Regions from separate parts of the Culex pipiens genome. Here region 1 is linked to region 2. Evidence: chromatin contacts called from public Hi-C data. All regions are on one chromosome and are shown on one strand. Each heading gives the region's core, a stretch centred on a gene start, on an enhancer-like site or on the middle of the called end of the contact. The rest is flanking DNA. Distances are from core to core; before and after follow the strand shown.

Evidence for each region. A called contact is a pair of places that touch in the nucleus more often than the background predicts.
Region 1: a Hi-C map of embryo shows a contact between it and region 2, with 4 times the contacts expected there. The contact joins the promoter of LOC120417220 here to the promoter of LOC120417206 in region 2. A contact is called at or near these places in 2 of 3 Hi-C or Micro-C datasets (embryo and whole body).

The regions. Positions count from the first base shown.
Region 1 is chr1:111,284,936-111,288,188 of TS_CPP_V2, reverse strand. It overlaps LOC120417220 (T-cell leukemia homeobox protein 3), which reads right to left and starts at 1,790. Exons shown (of 4, transcript XM_039579181.2): 1 at 1,048-1,790. The coding sequence starts at 1,220.
Region 2 is chr1:111,152,395-111,155,866 of TS_CPP_V2, reverse strand. LOC120417206 (homeobox protein B-H2-like) reads left to right here and starts at 1,881. Exons shown (of 3, transcript XM_039579171.2): 1 at 1,881-3,472. The coding sequence starts at 2,626.

The DNA of each region.
Region 1 (3,253 bases), core at 541-3,040, 130 kb before region 2:
ATATTCAGTTTCAGTAACTCACTTATATCTCACAAAAGTTCATTTAAACAGATTGACAGTCGCCAATCGAAGTATTTTCTTCGAACTCAGGAATCGAACAGGAATTTCTATCTTACTAGAACATTGTAAAGAAAAACTCGCACTTTTTTATGTCTGGCAGTTTGCCAAACTCGCCAAAGCCAAATGTAAACAAAGCAGGCAAACTGCCAAACTGTCCAAAAGATTGTTTGTTTGCGAGTTTGTTTGTTTGCCATAGTCTAATTGCTCCTTAAATAAAACGTCAGATACTGCTAAAGTAGTTTTTAGTTTTCGCAACGATCATTGTTTGCAAACAATGCAAAGATAAACAAATCCTGTTTGTAAACAGTGTAAAAATAAACAAATCGTGTAGTGCTAAACAAAATAACAGCAATATTTATGCAAATATCGATAACCAATTGAAACTTCTCAAATTTGTCAGAATTAGGTTTCGTTTAGTAATTCGAAAAATAATTAAGGTGAAGCCGTCGATCATTTTCGGAGATAGTTGATAATCACTCTAAAATATTCTGTACAAAATTCAATTTAACGAATTTCTGCACCAAAATGAATCAGCATGTGCCGGTTGTTGCCTTCTTGAAGCCACTGAAGGAATTGTTGATCTAAATCAAATGTGTCTCAAAATTTATAAAATATTGTGGAGCAATCATTGAAGTCCTAGTTGGCAATCATTGATTAATGACGATTTCCATAACTTCGCATGGAATGGGATCTTAGAAAGTTCTCTGTTTAGCAGACGGTAAATAAGTCGTAAGCAAACAACCTTTCGAGTTCAAAAATCAAATCATAATAACTGAAAAACCAGCAACGATTGCTAAATCTTTACCAAAAACAAACTGGCATTTCAGAAGCTGTTTTTTGGCTGCCCGTCTGATATTTCAGCCAACATATTTCGCAGGGACGTGACAGCTCGAGCTCGATCATTGTTAGCATCAGTGACGAGGAGTTCGTCATTTACATTTCATTTAAAGCGCCATTTACAAGAAATCTCGACCGACGGCCTCGTACCTCGCTAGATCCGACTCGTCGTAGCACGAACTCCCGTTGCCGTCGCCATCCAGATCTATATCCTCCGAGGCGGCACTGTTGTACGACATCCGCGAGTGCGAATCCGAATCCGCGTCCACGTTGATCTCCTGATCATGATCCAGATCTTCCTCCTCGTGCGTTGTCGACGACATTATCGCTAGCGGCGGAATTTTGACAGCGTTTTATGTTCACCACAATCCCTCAAAAAATCACCACTTCTTGTGTCACTGACACCACTTCCTGTCTTCTCGCGATCTTCGCTAACTGCTGTCACACTTGGCGAAACATGGCTTCACTGTTCACCAAACTTGGCGTCAAATTCACTAACACCCTGCAGGTCAACGAACCGTCACAGACGACAAATTAGCAGACGCCTTTGCCAATGTCAAACGTAACCGGCTGGAAAATTAAGTAGCTCAAATCGCACTAAAGACACTCTATTGACACACTTCCGTGTCCGGGGGAATCTTCAACCAAGCTAGCAGCACTGCAACACACTTGTGCTCGCAATCACTCTCATCTGCCAATTAATAGCTCGTTAGGGTTTAATCTGCCAAACATCCAAACATCAACGGCGCGTTAAAGCCGAAAGCGTTGCCAACCTTAACGCGAACCCCGAATTCAACTTGACGCGGACGACGAAATCTCAGCAGGCCGTGTGTGCGCGCGCGATTGACAGCAAAGAAACACTGACTGACTGGCTGGACGCGGCCGGTTGTGCAACCGTGCCAAAGCGGCTGAACAAAACAGTAGGCCACGCCCCTCGGCTGTCAGCCAGTGTGCGGCGTTGTGTACGTGCGTGGGAACGGGACAATGTAGGGGAGAGTGGGGAGACTTGATCCCCTTTTTTTGTATCGCACATAACTCTGTCAATTTCTCACAAAACTATAAACTTTTTGCATGAATTGAAAGCTTAAACATTCATCTGTGTTTGGCTAATAAGGATATTTCATCAGATGAACTCTTCGAATCATGCCAAGCGTTTTAAAAAAATATTTTAAACCGGCATTTTAAAAATGTTAGGGGTAACTTGATCCCCCTTTCAACATTTTGAAGAAATCTTAAGCAAAATGTTTCTTATTCATCCAAACTTTTAATTTTCTATAAGTTACAGCAATTTCACATAAAACCTGTACGTTTGTGTTCAAAATATAACAAGTTTATTATGTTAAATATTTAAAAACTTAAAATATTATTTTTTAGACCAAAATTAAGCATGTTTACAAAAGCTGCAAATTTTTGTTTACGAAACTTTTGAAAAATGGTTCAAACTGCAGTAAGTTATGTACAACTATACTAAAGGAAACTATGTATGAAAACCCAGCTCAATTAATTAATCTTGAGGCTGATTCCAGTGACTGTAAAAATGCAGGGATCAAGTCTCCCTAAACGCACTTTTTTAAACAATTGATTGTAAAAATAGTATGACGATAAATTTAACATCAAATGCGTAAGGGTTTTGGAGTTGATAAGTTTATCAAACAATTCATGTGTAAAACATATTTTTTTGAATAATTTTTGAGTGTTTTCTATACATATCAATACAAAGAAAAAAAAATCTCTTGGATGTTTTTTGCAGCTCGTTTTAGAAAAATGTGTGTAACTGAATCTAAACATTTTTTAATTTTTTTCTTTGTTTTCTACAATGAGTTTTAGTTAATTTCGCACAACTTTCTAGAACAAAGCTAATTTTTTTACCCACATGCTGACGAGATACAGGCTTGGGATCAAGTGTCCCCGGGGATCAAGTCTCCCCACTCTCCCCTAAACAAAGCAAACAAAACGCTGCTGCTGCTCGTGCGCTGATTGGAGGAATCGATGGCACCAATACCAGTGAAGGTGCGTTTTGTGTAAACACTGTGCTCGTGTAAGGTGTCAGTTGTGTGGCGGTGTTGGTGCGCGAATGCAGTTGCGCTTTGTTTTGGCTTGTTTGCTAGAGTGAGAGCTTGATTTGGTTATAAGCAATTGTGCATGTCCTTTCGCGCAAAGTTGATCCGGGTGAAAATGAATACATTTTATTGTGTGTGCCGTTGATAGCCTGCCTTGCTGACGGTGGTGGTGGTGGGATGAGTGTGGGAAAACTGCTTTTTTCCTTCTCTCGTTTCGTACAATAGCTGATGAAAGTGTTTTGAACTGTGTGTTTCATACTCTGTTGCTTGATCTGTGTTGTGAAGAGAACGAGATG
Region 2 (3,472 bases), core at 632-3,131:
AAACCCACACAGCAAAAAATCCGATGGTAAATTCGCATGCAAAAGCATGCACATCACCTTCGTCATAATAAACACTTAATATTACACACTGCATGTAATTTTTTTGCAAAAACAAAAAAAGTAGCAACCGACGGGAATCAAACCCAGCACCAACAGTGAGGACTGGCGCCTTAGCCCACTCGGCCATCAAACCGATGAAACTTTGTTAGGATAAACGCATATATCAGCTTGACATTTCTGTCAAGTAGGTTTCCCATACTGATGGACTACATATTTTAGGGTGTAAAATTACATAAAATTGCATAAAATAATGCAATATTTATTTTACACCCAGGCCTTTTACACGGAGCTGGATTACTCCTTTTTTAGCTGTGCATGGCGCATTGGTTGTTTTGAAAAAGTAATCTAGAATTGATATGACTGTTGTCATATGACACCTTACACCCAAAATTCAGAGTCAAGAGAATCGTTCCCTTCAGTGCCGAAATCCCTCTCTTGTGCGCGAGGAAGGAGAGCACTGTTCCCTTCGGACGTTCAAAGATTTTTTTTCCATTGCTGGGTACCACTTTTATGTCGACTCAAGGCTATTATTCTCTCGGACGAGCGCTGGCCAGTTTTGGGTGTAAGGAAGGCGACATATAGAATGTTAAGCTCTGTAAATGTGGTCCCGATACTATCATGGATAATGAAAAAAAAATGCTTTTTTATAACTTATCTACTGCAAATTTGGGACTGATTTCACGTCGGATGTGAGAGCGTCGTCTTTAGACATCCATTTGCGAAGCTCTGACAAATTGAAAAAAAAACTAACTTTTTAGCTCATGCAAGTCAGCGTCTCTGGACGTTTCTCTTTATGAACTTATGCCGCCGGGGTAGCATTGATAAGTTCAAATTTGACATTTCCAGCTTCAAGGCCGCGGCATATCACGAACAAAGCTGCGAGTCCAATTAAATTGCAACTGCCGCCGGGACATTTCGACAAATCGAATTCCGTCACCAGGGACTGGTCTCTTTCTTCCTGCGCCACTTGCGACCACCAAACTGCGACGGCTTTTTTCGATGCTCCAGTTCGCGCCGCGGTTCGCTATTTTACGAAACCTCAGCCCGAGCTCATTATTTAGCGCGACCCGTCAAATCCTGCCTGCGCGCGCCATAATGGCGGCGGCATCCGTTCCAATCGATCTAAATTACGCGATAATTAATTAATACCTTTTCTTCGCTTCGCCCTGCCGTTCCCGGACGGGACGGAATTGCTTTTGCACCGTCTCAGGATTTCAAACTAATTTCAATGTGCAGATTGAGGCGAGCAAAAATAACACAAAAAATAAAAAAAGGAAAAGTGGCAGCGGCGACGGCGGCAAAAAAGAGCGCACCGTCGACGGCTCACTCAACCATCGCTAATTCGTGGTCGTGTTTTAAAAGTGAGTGACACCCACATTGATTTATATTAATGGTCTGACAGGACGTACACCACTTTAGCCGCCGCCGCCGCCCGTTTCGTCGTTTCACCTAGCGCCGAAGGAACGGCCGGGAACTGGGGAACAAGGGCGGCCGCGACGTTGAAATGTGTTAATGGAGAAACAAGAAACGACGGCACCGCCGGCAATAAATAATACATTTAACTCTAAATACTTTTACACTTAGCCTAACTATATGCGCTCAAAAGTCAATTAACTAACCTAACAAATTAGCCTTCACTGTGGCGAACGCGTTTGCTGGTGTGCGTGCGCGTTTGACAGGTCCGACATTTTTAATTCTCTTTTGAAGCCGCCGCCGCCGAGCGGAGATTGGACGTTCTCCGCTGGCTCCGCCCTCTTTTTTTCGTTTCCATTTTCGTGTGAACGGGTTCCTTTCTCTCCGGGCCGGCTCACTCACACAGGCGCGGCCACAGCGTTGCGCAGCCGTCGCCGGTGTGCGAGTGTATTGGTTTGGAAGCCGCTACTGCCGGCCCGGAGAGTAGGAGAGCGCTTCGCCGTCAGTTTGTCAGTGTCCGCCGTCTTCGAGAGCCGTGTGTTGTTGTTCGTGTTCCAAGTAGGCCGTGTCGTGGCTCTCTTTTTTCGTAGGTCAACGCTTGCTGCCGCTGCCCAGAGTTTCACACACAGGTGAAGGTGGCGTGAAGAGCGCGGCTGACTTGCCATTAGCGGCTTGATTGATTGATTGATTTGAACGCACACACTCTCGCACCTGAGCCGCGTGTCTGGTCCGGGCGAGTTGGAGTTTCGTTCAGTTCATTGTTGTGCGAGGGTGGTGTCAGTCGCGGTGCGGTGCGTTTCGCGGTACGTCGTCGTGTTTGACAAGTGCAGACATCCAAGTGGTGCGTTACGGCCAAAGGAAGAAGAGATGGAACGTACGCAGTTCCGGCGCGAAGGATTATTAGCAGTAGTAGGCAGTGGGTAGTTCTCCCGTTGAGTGACATCGCACGCACGTGCGGCAAGTGTTTTGTGTATTGAAAACGGTTCCCGAGGTCCGAGGCTGACAAGTGACAGTGACAACCCCTTCGGAAGGGTGTGTACTTAGCGGTACTAAACACGTGTGTGCATAAAACAAACGAAAAACCCGGCTCGGCAGCAACGCTGCATTCTGTGATTTAGTAGCAAAAAACGTGTAGTGCAAGTGGTTTTAATCATGCTGTGCAGAAGTCCCCCTCCGGCGAGTCCGGCCGTGTCGGAGATCTCCGTCGGATCGCCGAGTCCACCTCCGGTAGACCATCACCATCATCACCTCCACCACCTGTCCCTGCATCCGGCGCATCTTGGCGGCAGCAGCAGCAGTAGTCGAAGATCCGCTGAAGGCGACGACTACTTCAGCCCGCTCAAGCGTCTCCGCATGGAGCAGCCCAGTACAAGTCCCAAATCGGACACAACGAGCCCACCCCCGCGAATCACCCCACCAAGTCCCCCGGCACCTCCACCCGTGGCAGTTGCTCCTACCCTACCCAAGCCCGCCACCGTCGAAGGTGTCAAATCTTTCTCGATAGCGGACATCCTCGGCCGGGACACCGAAAGCAGCAATCGTGACACTGCCCTGGCGCTCCATCACCACCACAGTACGCTCCAGGCGGCGGCCACCAAGATCGTGCGGCCATGGGACCACCTCCGAGGACCCATCCCCGTGCGACCGTTCCTACCCCCGGCCCTGCTCCACTACGAGCACCGGCTAATGCTAGACTACAACGCCCAACTGCAGGAGCACTTTCGGGCGCACGCCCATGCCCAGGTCCAGCTTCTCCGCCACATGAACATGGACATCATCCCCTCGGAAAGTGGATCCGAACGGTCCAGTTCGGCGGCCAGCGGCGATTGCTGCTCGCCCGAGATTGGACGCACCTCGGAGCACCAGTCGTCGCAGTCGTCCTCGTCCGGATCGGGGAACAATAACAGCGGTGGTGGAGGTGGTGGCAAGTCGGGGCAGAAGACAACGCCCAACGGGACGCCGCTGGATGCGCTGTTCCAGATGACCAACAAGAACTTTG